2 separate regions of the Sus scrofa genome follow, and region 1 is linked to region 2. Evidence: chromatin contacts called from public HiChIP or PLAC-seq data. All regions are on one chromosome and are shown on one strand. Each heading gives the region's core, a stretch centred on a gene start, on an enhancer-like site or on the middle of the called end of the contact. The rest is flanking DNA. Distances are from core to core; before and after follow the strand shown.

What was found. HiChIP or PLAC-seq counts read pairs in DNA pulled down with a chosen protein or histone mark.
Region 1: an H3K27ac HiChIP or PLAC-seq map of alveolar macrophages shows a contact between it and region 2. The contact joins the promoter of GMFB here to the promoter of ERO1A in region 2. A contact is called at or near these places in 1 of 5 promoter capture datasets (liver) and 1 of 2 datasets of contacts at active chromatin or transcription factors (alveolar macrophages).

What each region holds. Positions count from the first base shown.
Region 1 is chr1:183,861,396-183,866,195 of Sscrofa11.1, forward strand. GMFB (glia maturation factor, beta) reads right to left here and starts at 1,939. Exons shown (of 7, transcript NM_001244461.1): 1 at 1,860-1,939. The coding sequence starts at 1,862. CGRRF1 (cell growth regulator with RING finger domain protein 1) reads left to right here and starts at 2,064. Exons shown (of 11, transcript XR_002346942.1): 1 at 2,064-2,234.
Region 2 is chr1:182,315,551-182,319,993 of Sscrofa11.1, forward strand. It overlaps ERO1A (endoplasmic reticulum oxidoreductase 1 alpha), which reads right to left and starts at 2,597. Exons shown (of 16, transcript NM_001137627.1): 1 at 2,476-2,597. The coding sequence starts at 2,589.

The sequences.
Region 1 (4,800 bases), core at 689-3,188, 1.5 Mb after region 2:
GCCCAGTGGGTCATATTAAATATACTAGTCTCCATCCTATGAGCAAAGGGAAGCCACTAAGTGTTTTAAGCAGGTGGTGACAAGGGAATTGACCAGATCTGTATGCAGGAAACAGAGAGCCAGGATGAATAGAACAAAACAAGTTAACTGGTAAGACTAGTCCAGATGAGAGACAAAAAGTAGGTTGATGAGGATAAAGAGAAGTAGGTGAATACTGCTAATGAAATTGTTAATATGTATTAAACACTATGAGAAAAAACACTGCTGTACGTCCTTTACATGGATCTCCCTTCATCCTCAAAACAACCCCAAGAAATGGGTATCATATTATCCTCATTTTGCAAGAAACTAAGGCTTAGAGAGGTTAACTATCTTTCCCAAAATTATACAACCATGGAAGCCAGGATTCAACCCAGACAGCCTGACTTTAGCCCCCTCTCTTAACCACTACAAAGGAGCTGGGACAGACTGGGTGGCGTGGATTAGTACAAATGTGACTCCTAGGCTTCTTGCTTGTGTAGTAGACTTAAATGGTGCTACCTTTCACTAAGTTAAGGAACACTGAGGAAGACCAAGTTTGAGGGGAAAAAGGAGTTCTATTTTGGACACTAAGCAGGCTCTAAGGCACTCAAGTGGGGAAAGCTTTCTTTCCAGGGGATGCTAACTAAAGAGCAGGATAGGTAGGGCTGATCTCAGAAGCAACATTTGCAATACAAATTCACAAGTCATCTACACATAGGTAGGTAGTAACTGAAACTAATGAATGTAGAAAGGAGAGAAAGAATACAGAATGGAAAATGAAGCATTAGGATAGAGCTCAGGACTCCTTGTGATGTACAGGGAAGGAGAGCTGCATGGGACACAGACAGACCAACAAGAGAAGAAAAATGAGTTTTGTATTCTAGAAGCCAAGGGGGAAGCACAAAGGAAGAGAATGTTTCAAAGAGGAGAGCATGATCAACACTGAGAATACAGATAAGGAAAGATGAGAATTGAAGAGAGTCCCTTGGATTTAGTGACCATGAAATATATTCGATGAAGGTGGGTTGAAAAATGAATGGGGAGTTAGAGAAAAGGACAGCAGGAATTTTGTGTTTTATTTCTAATTACAGAAATGAGAAGCATATTCTTAAATCCCATGAGAAAGATTCAGGAGACCCCGGCTTGGGCAATCAGTGAAATCATCCACTTTATTTTTGCGCGTGGGGTCGAAACCACACAAGAAAGGAAGCGAGAGCCCCCAGACACAAAAAACGAAAGCTTTTGACAGTCACTTTAAAATCAAGCGTCAAAGCGCTGGGTCGAAAGGTTTCCAACTGCCATAACTCGAAGAAAGCAAGGATAAGGAAAAATCATTAGAAGCACGTCAGGAAGCTTAACGCGATGCCGAAAGAACGGAATCAAAATTCGAGCCTTCCCCGCAAAGGCGGCCAGGCGGAAGGTACTCGGCGCCTGCCGGTCCCTCGGGCCTGCAGAGAAGCAGGTGTTTGGGGGAGTTCCTCCGAAGGACCAGACCCCCGGCCCCTCTGACCCTTCAGCGCAAAAGCTAGAAGCCGCCCCCACCTCCCCATCCAGAAGGACGCGGTGAGCATGACCCACCCCTACTGGCCGCACCCCAGTCCCCGAGCCTGCTGGGCGAGTCGACTCCGGGCCCGGCAGGAGGATGCTGCCCTTGGCAAAGGCGGCAGCGGCGGCGGGCGGGGGCCAACTCGCAGCAAGAGAGAAACTACCAGCAGCCAGGCCGGAAGCGGCCGCCGACCCACCCGGGGCGCTGCCCGCCGATACCGGCTTCGGCAAACAGGAAAGCCCGGCGGGCTGGCCCAGCCCTCCGGCCCCCGCCCTCCCCGGCAGCAACTCACCATTTTCCTTCCGGCCGTCAGCAGCCTTTCGCCTCCCCTTGGGCCCCTTTAAGAATGGCACGGCTGCCGCCTCCGTTCCTGCACGGCGCCTGGCAGAGCCGCCCCCACCAGCTACGCGGCAGCTGCAGGGCAGCACGTGACCGCCAACGGTGGCCGGCGCGGCTCAAACTTCGCAGGAACGCGAGTGCCCCCGCCCCTTCCATTTCTCCCGCGCTGTTTCTTGAACCCTCCAGTGGACGCTATCGGATTCGGAGTGGAGGACTTCCAGTGCCAAAATGTATCCTCAAAATTCGAGCCAGTTTTTGCTTCCTTTCAACCCTCCTCAATCTCTGAGAGAAATTTCATGGTGACATGATTGAGTCAACGATTTCAATGGTAAATGTGTGTGTTTGACCCCAACCTACCTTTCAAATTCCACCTCCCTCAAACCTAGGTACACCTGCCTTTCCTCTCACCCTCTCCGGAACCCTTGCCCCTACTCTGACCACCTTGCGGGACTTGGTAAATACATTTCTTTCTTGATGGTGTTTATTTATTCAAGTCTGATTGCGTGATGATTCATGTCTAGATGAGTGTTCTCATGAGCCATTGCCTAATCGCGCATTAAGAAGTTTCTGTAGGGGCAAGTTTACTTTTGAACCCGGTGGTTTGGAAGAAGTAAGGTTTGAACTCAGAATTCGTACACGTGTCTTCAATGAAAGAAGCTAACTGGGGCAGGAGCTCACGGAGTTTACAGCTTATCCTCAGCTGGTGCATGGTCCATAGTTGATGCTTGCTTCTTATTTACTGAATGACGAAAGAAGCAGAGAAAAAAGAAAATTCCAGAACATGCGCCCACTGCCATCCTTCTTCATTAGTATTAGACTGGATTATTAGAATATTTAAAGTTTATATTTAATGTTAAATTTAATGAATTGTTAGCATATTAATAAATACCATTAAGTCAGAGTTAAAATATATAACTTAGGAGTTCCCGTCGTGGCACAGTGGTTAACGAATCCGACTAGGAACCATGAGGTTGAGGGTTCGATCCCTGCCCTTGCTCAGTGGGTTAATGATCCGGCGTTGCCCTGAGCTGTGGTGTAGGTTGCAGACGCGGCTCGGATCCCGCGTTGCTGTGGCTCTGGCGTAGGCCGGTGGCTACAGCTCCGATTGGACCCCTAGCCTGGGAACCTCCATATGCCGCGGGAGCGGCCCAAAGAAATAGCAAAAAGACAAAAAAAAAAAAAATATATATATATATATAACTTAATTTGATCCAATACCTACGTTTTCTCATAAATTAGAAAACTAGAAAGTTTAACTAGTAAGAAATTCCACAGCTCAGCTACATTCTCTTAGTGACCTGCCCCCATAATACTTTTTACTATGATAAGAGAACTGGTAAATTTGACACCTAGTACCATGTAAGAAATGATGGGAGAGAAAATGATTGTTATTAGTCCATGAACAATTATATTAGAGTTTAGCATAGATTCTTCCCCACCCCCATCTTTTCCCGTCTCCTCTCTCCATCTATGAGAGGAATTAGAGGAAAAGGTGAAAAAATTAATGTTTAGCTACATGACATTTCACCTGATAAATAGTAAATCCATTGTTTTCCCCTTTCATGTTGTTCTTTTAATGTTTTCCCAATGTTATTGGCTATGAAATGGGCAAAGTCTCATGTAGACCCAAGAGAGGCTGGACAGAGGCTGGATGTAGTGACAAGAAAAGGACAATGATGAAAATGTGATTTATTTTACTATGTGGGAAAATGAATATAGACTATGAACAGAAATATTACTTGAACTCAGACTGTAGAATATTCTTGCCACCAGAAAAAAAAAATTATACCTATTTTAAATGTTTGGGAATGCTGTTCTGGCTTGGGTTATTCTGAGGGGGAAAAAGTTCCAGAATATTTTCCAGCACTTTTCTGCTTGGGTAACCCTATACAAATCAAGAACCTGTAAATATTAGTTTATGTAAAGGTCACCGAAATGTGTTTTATCTTGGGGAAGCATTTGACATCAAGACAAGATCAGGGTCAAAAGGAAAAGAGCATTTCCACTTAAAAATCGAGGGATGATCAGAATTAGAATAATCTTGGAATTCCTGTTGTGGCTCAGAGGTTAAGAACCCGATATAATATCCATGAGGATGTTGGTTCAATCCCTGGCCTTGCTCAGTGTGTTAAGGATCCGGTGCTGCTGCAAGCTGGCTGTAGGTCACAGAAGATGTGGCATAGACCAGCAGATTCAACCTCTAGCTCAGGAACTTCCATATGCTGCAGGTGTGGCCATTAAAAGAAAAAAAAAAAAGAATTAGAATAATCTTTTCTGGCCTGAGTTTTTCTTTTTTTTCTTTTTTTGGCTGCACATGCAGTGTATGGAAGTTCCCAGGTCAGGGATCCAACCCGAACCACAGCAGTGCCTCAAGCCATTGCAGTGGCAATGCTGGGTCCTTAATCTGCTGTACCATGAGAGAATTCCTGGCCTGAATTTTTCTAAGTCCTCCTTTCTCTGTATTAACAGCCTTGCTAAAGTGTTTATATTACTTACATAGTCTTACTTATTCATTCATTCAACAAATAGTTATTGAGGATCCACTATGTATCGGCTATGTCCTGGATGCCAAGGTCCAACACAGACTAAAACCCCTACCATCCTGGAACTATTCTAATAGGGAGGAGGAGATAGCAGACAATAGGATAATAAGTTAGTAAATATTATATCCTAGAAGGTGATTAGTGCTGGGGAAAAGAACAGGGAAAGGAATATTGGAATGCAGGGGGTGAGAGACTTTTTATTTCAAATAAAGAAGTCATCCTAGTCCTCACTAGGAAGGTCATGTCTGAACAAAGATTTAAAGCTGTGGGGATTAGCCTTATTGATTAGCCATGTCAGTGTCTGGAAGAACATCTCACACAGAGGGACTAGCATTGCAAAGACCCTGAGGC
Region 2 (4,443 bases), core at 1,347-3,846:
AAGCTCCAAAGAACACGATTTACTCAACTGTAAGCTCTTCAAGGCAAGGATTGTGCTATAGTTATTTCTGTATTTCAAACACTCAGATATGCGTAGTGTGTCTAAATATTTGTTGGAATAGATAATTTGCACTTCCCCTTTTCTTTTTTTGTTTTGTTTTGCTTTGCTTTTTAGGGCCACAGATTCAGCATATGGAAGTTCCCAGGCTAGGGGTCAAATTGGAGCTACAGCTGCCAGATCCCCAACTGAGTGAGGGGAGGGATAGAACCTGTATCCTCATGGATACTAGTCAGATTTGTTTCCACTGCACCACAATGAGAACTCCCCCTTTATCTTTTCTTTTTCTATTTTTCTTTATCTCTCTCTCCTTTTATGTGCATGTCAATATGTTTGTCTACATTTTTCTCTTCATGTCTATTCACCATGTTCCCTCTCTGCCCCTCTCTCCTTACCCCCATCCCTCCCATTACTGACCATAATTTAACTAAAGTATACTTGCTTATGTATTCAATTGGAAATGATGGTCTCTGTTTTTAAGTTTATTTAAGTAAGCCATTTTAAATTTCCCCTAAATTTTTTTTTATTCATTTTGTTGTTTTTTTTTAAGTTGGCTCCGGGGGAAAAAAAAAAAAAAAAAATTCCTCTTGTTCTAAAAGGAAAAGAAAGCAGCAGTCTAACAGATTTTTGTGCTGGGGAGTATTTTAACCTTGAAAATACTGTGAAAGTGGAAAAAAGCCTAATCACTAATCAGAAGAAAAAGAAAATAAATATAAAAAGCTAAAAGCTCCCCAATTTTAATTAAATATCTAAACAGTTATTGGAACAGGGAGTGAAAGTTTAAAAGTTCAACATGTATTTTATTCCATTATCCAAATCTCTAGAACATACTTAAAAATGTTACACTGAATATCTTTATGCACTGAATATCTTATTTTATTTTATTTATTTTTGTCTTTTTGTCCTTTTAGGACCGCACCCGGGGCATATGGAGGTTCCCAGGCTAGGGGTCGAATTGGAGCTGTAGCCACCTGCCTACGCCACAGCCACAGCCAGCAAGATCCAAGGTGTGTCTGCAAACTACACCACAGCTCACAGCAATGCCGGATCCTCAACCCACTGATCGAGGCCAGGGATTGAACCCACAACCTCATGGTTCCTAGTCGGATTCCTTAACCACTGAGCCACGATGGGAACTCCTGAATATTTTATTTTAAAGTCGACTTAATTCTAAATTACTTTTTTTTGAATGTTTAAACTTTGTGATACATTATATTTGTAATAAGAAGAAAAATTACCCTTTAAGCACTTGATTGTGCGCTATTTACAATCACTGAAGGTAAAAGACCTTTCAATCTCATAGTTATAAAGCAGTAGTTTTCTTTCCATTTCTCTTATACCTTCCCATCTATCACCAAAACTTCCATATCACTCGGCAAAACAATGAAGTCCAAGAATTTAAAGCAGTGAAAGAGATGATACCTCTTCTTATATATTTAAAATGCTTCTTTCCTCTGTGAAACAGTATTACCACCCCTACACACATAAAATGTTATTTCTAACAAGTTAATAGTCTACTTAAAAAGAGCAATTTGGATAATCATCCCTCAATTTTGCACAAAATGTATTTTTTATCAACAAAGCAAATGGTGACTTTAAGAATAATGATATTAAACTGTCAGATATTGTGGATACCAAAATCCTGTAAATTTCTTTGAATTTTTTGCTCAAGGAATCCACATCTCTTACTAACAGGAGGAAATGACCATAATTAGCTTGTAATCACACTTGTGTACTGACGACCGTTCTCCCAATTCAGGCCAGTAGTACGGGTGTCACGTTATGAGAGTCCCACCGCATTCAGAAAAAAGAAAAGAAAGGGCACGCAGGGCTAGGAGTCATAGGGCAACCGCAGCCCCAAAGACACCAGGCAGGTAGGCTTCGATACAGAAAAGCCACACTAAGCTCTTCCCCGGCCTGACAAGGAGATCTGAGGGCAACCCCTCAGCAGAAGACAGTCCTGGCCAGAGAGGCTGCCTTTGCCCCCAGCACAGGCACGGCGCACACAGTTCCAGGTCAAACTGGAAGTCAGCAAGACCCAAGTTCTGCGAAAATAGCAAATACTGAGTGTGTGTGTGTACACCCTCCCCAGGCAGGGAAGACCAACAAAGATGCACAAGCCAGTCGGGTAAAAACAGGCAGCCGTGCCCCTATACCTCTCGCCCCACGCCTGATCGGAAGCGCGGGAGCGTGTGCCGACGTCGTTTCAGGGTGCAGAGGGCTACCGGTTCACACCAACCCAGGCGAGGTGCAGAGGATTCAGCCCCGACAGCGGAGCAGAAGCACAGAGGCTCCTTCTGGAAGGGTGGAGATGCAGAGACGCACCCCCCGCCCCCGCCTGCCGGGGCGCGCTGACCGGGCGCCCGGCGGAGGCGGGGGGGTCCCAGGACCCGCAGCCCAGCCGCGCACACCCCTCACCTGGCAGAAGCACCTCTGCGCCGCCGTTTCCGAGGGCTGCTGCCTGCCGTAGCCCGAGCCCAGCAGCCCCACGGCGCCCAGGAAGACGATCAGGAAGCCCCAGCGGTGGCCCATAACCTCTTCTGACGTTCGTCCCGCCGCGCCTCGGAGTCCCCAGCGCCTGGGCGCAGGCCGTGCGGCCGCAGATGAAGCCCGCGCGGCCCGGCCCCCGGCCGCGCCCCACCTCCCGGCCGCCTCCCAGGCCCGCCCTCGGTTCCCCCGCCCCTCAGCGGCCGCCACCTCCCGGCTCAGCTTGTGGACGTGCTGGGGCGCCCGCGCCGGCCGCCGGGGGCCTGGAACCCGCTTCCTTCCCTGCTCGTGAGGCTGACGCACCAAGCCGCTCCTCCGCTCGGCCCCGCCCGGCGCGCCGCGCCCGCCCCTGGGCCCCCGCGCCCCCGCCCCCTTAACTCCTGGGGCCTGTAGACTTGACCCGGCTCCCCCTGCCCCAGCTTCGCGCGGAAGTCTGGGTCCTTCCAGCTCCGAAAGCCCGAGCGAAAGCCGAAGAGAGTCAGTGTCTTCCGGCACGGAGCCGCCCCCAACCGATTGCCTCCCAGCCGATCCTTCCGCATCTCAATGAGAGGAAATAAGACCGTGAATTACGTGTCCACAGTGGCCCTGACTGAGCCTTAAAACTGAAAGGGATGTTCGTAATCATCCAGACCAGGGATGCCTAGGTAATTTAGATTTTCTAGTAGTCACATCAGAAGAGCAAAAAGAAACAGGTGAAGTTAATTTTAATAATAGATTTCATTTAAACCAATATTGCAAAATATTTCAAAATAGACTCCATATTCAATGTCATAAAATATTTTACATTTGTTTATCTTTGAAACCTGATGTGTATGTCATATGAACTAGTCATATTTCATAGTCAAATGTGGCAAGTACTCTATTTTATAGGAGGAAACTGGCCTAGAGAGGGGAGGAGATGTGGACTGGAACTGGAACTGAGCAGTGATAGAGCCAGGTCCTCTGATCCCAGCCATGAAACTAGTCTATTAGCTTTTTTTTAAAGGAAGAAATTTTCACTGTGAAACTACAAAGCTTTCCAACATCTTACACATTACGTTAGAATGAAATAGTTCAGAAAACATTTTTTTGTAAATTGGTTTTTTGTTTTTCGGGTTTTTGGGGGATTTTTGGTTTTGGTTTTGTGGGTGTTTTTTGTCTATTTAGAGCCACACCTGTGGCATATGAAAGTTCCCAGGCTAGGGGTGGAATCCAAGCTGTAAGCTACCAGCCTACACCACAGCCACAGCAACAATGTGTCTGTGACCTACACCCCAGCTCCCCACAACCATGGGATCCTTAACCCACTAAGGGAGGCTAGGGATGGGCTCACGTCCTAGTGCGTCCTCTTGGATCCTAGTTGGGTTCCTTACCGCTGAGACACAATGGGAACTACCTGTTTTGTTTTCTTTTGTTCATCCCTTATTGAAGTAACTCTAGGATATGGTAGGCCCCAAATAGGTATTATATTCCAATTTTCTAGCTGAGAAAAATAGGCATAGAAAATTGTATGCATTATTCAAAATCACTTGGGATGGTAGAAGCGAGACTCTAATCCTATGCTCTGTCCATCGCTGCCAAGTGAACCGACATGTAATTAAAAAGTCACTAGTCATCTGAGATCCTGGTGGACAGGAGAAGCTCTGATCTTAATATCTACAGCATGTTACATGAAGGTGTTAATACAATCTCTTTACCCAGAAAGTTATTTTTTCACTGTACTGTGCAGGATCTCTACTTATTCCTCTGGGGCCAGACCCAGCTCACCTGATCCCTCATCTGTGGATCTTCTTGGTTTCCTCTTCACCCATTCCAATGCCTACTTGAATTTGAATTCAATAAATTTACGCTATGCCAGACTGAACCTGATATTAGAGATATAAATATGTGTAAGGTCCAGTCCCTGCACATGGGTGGACA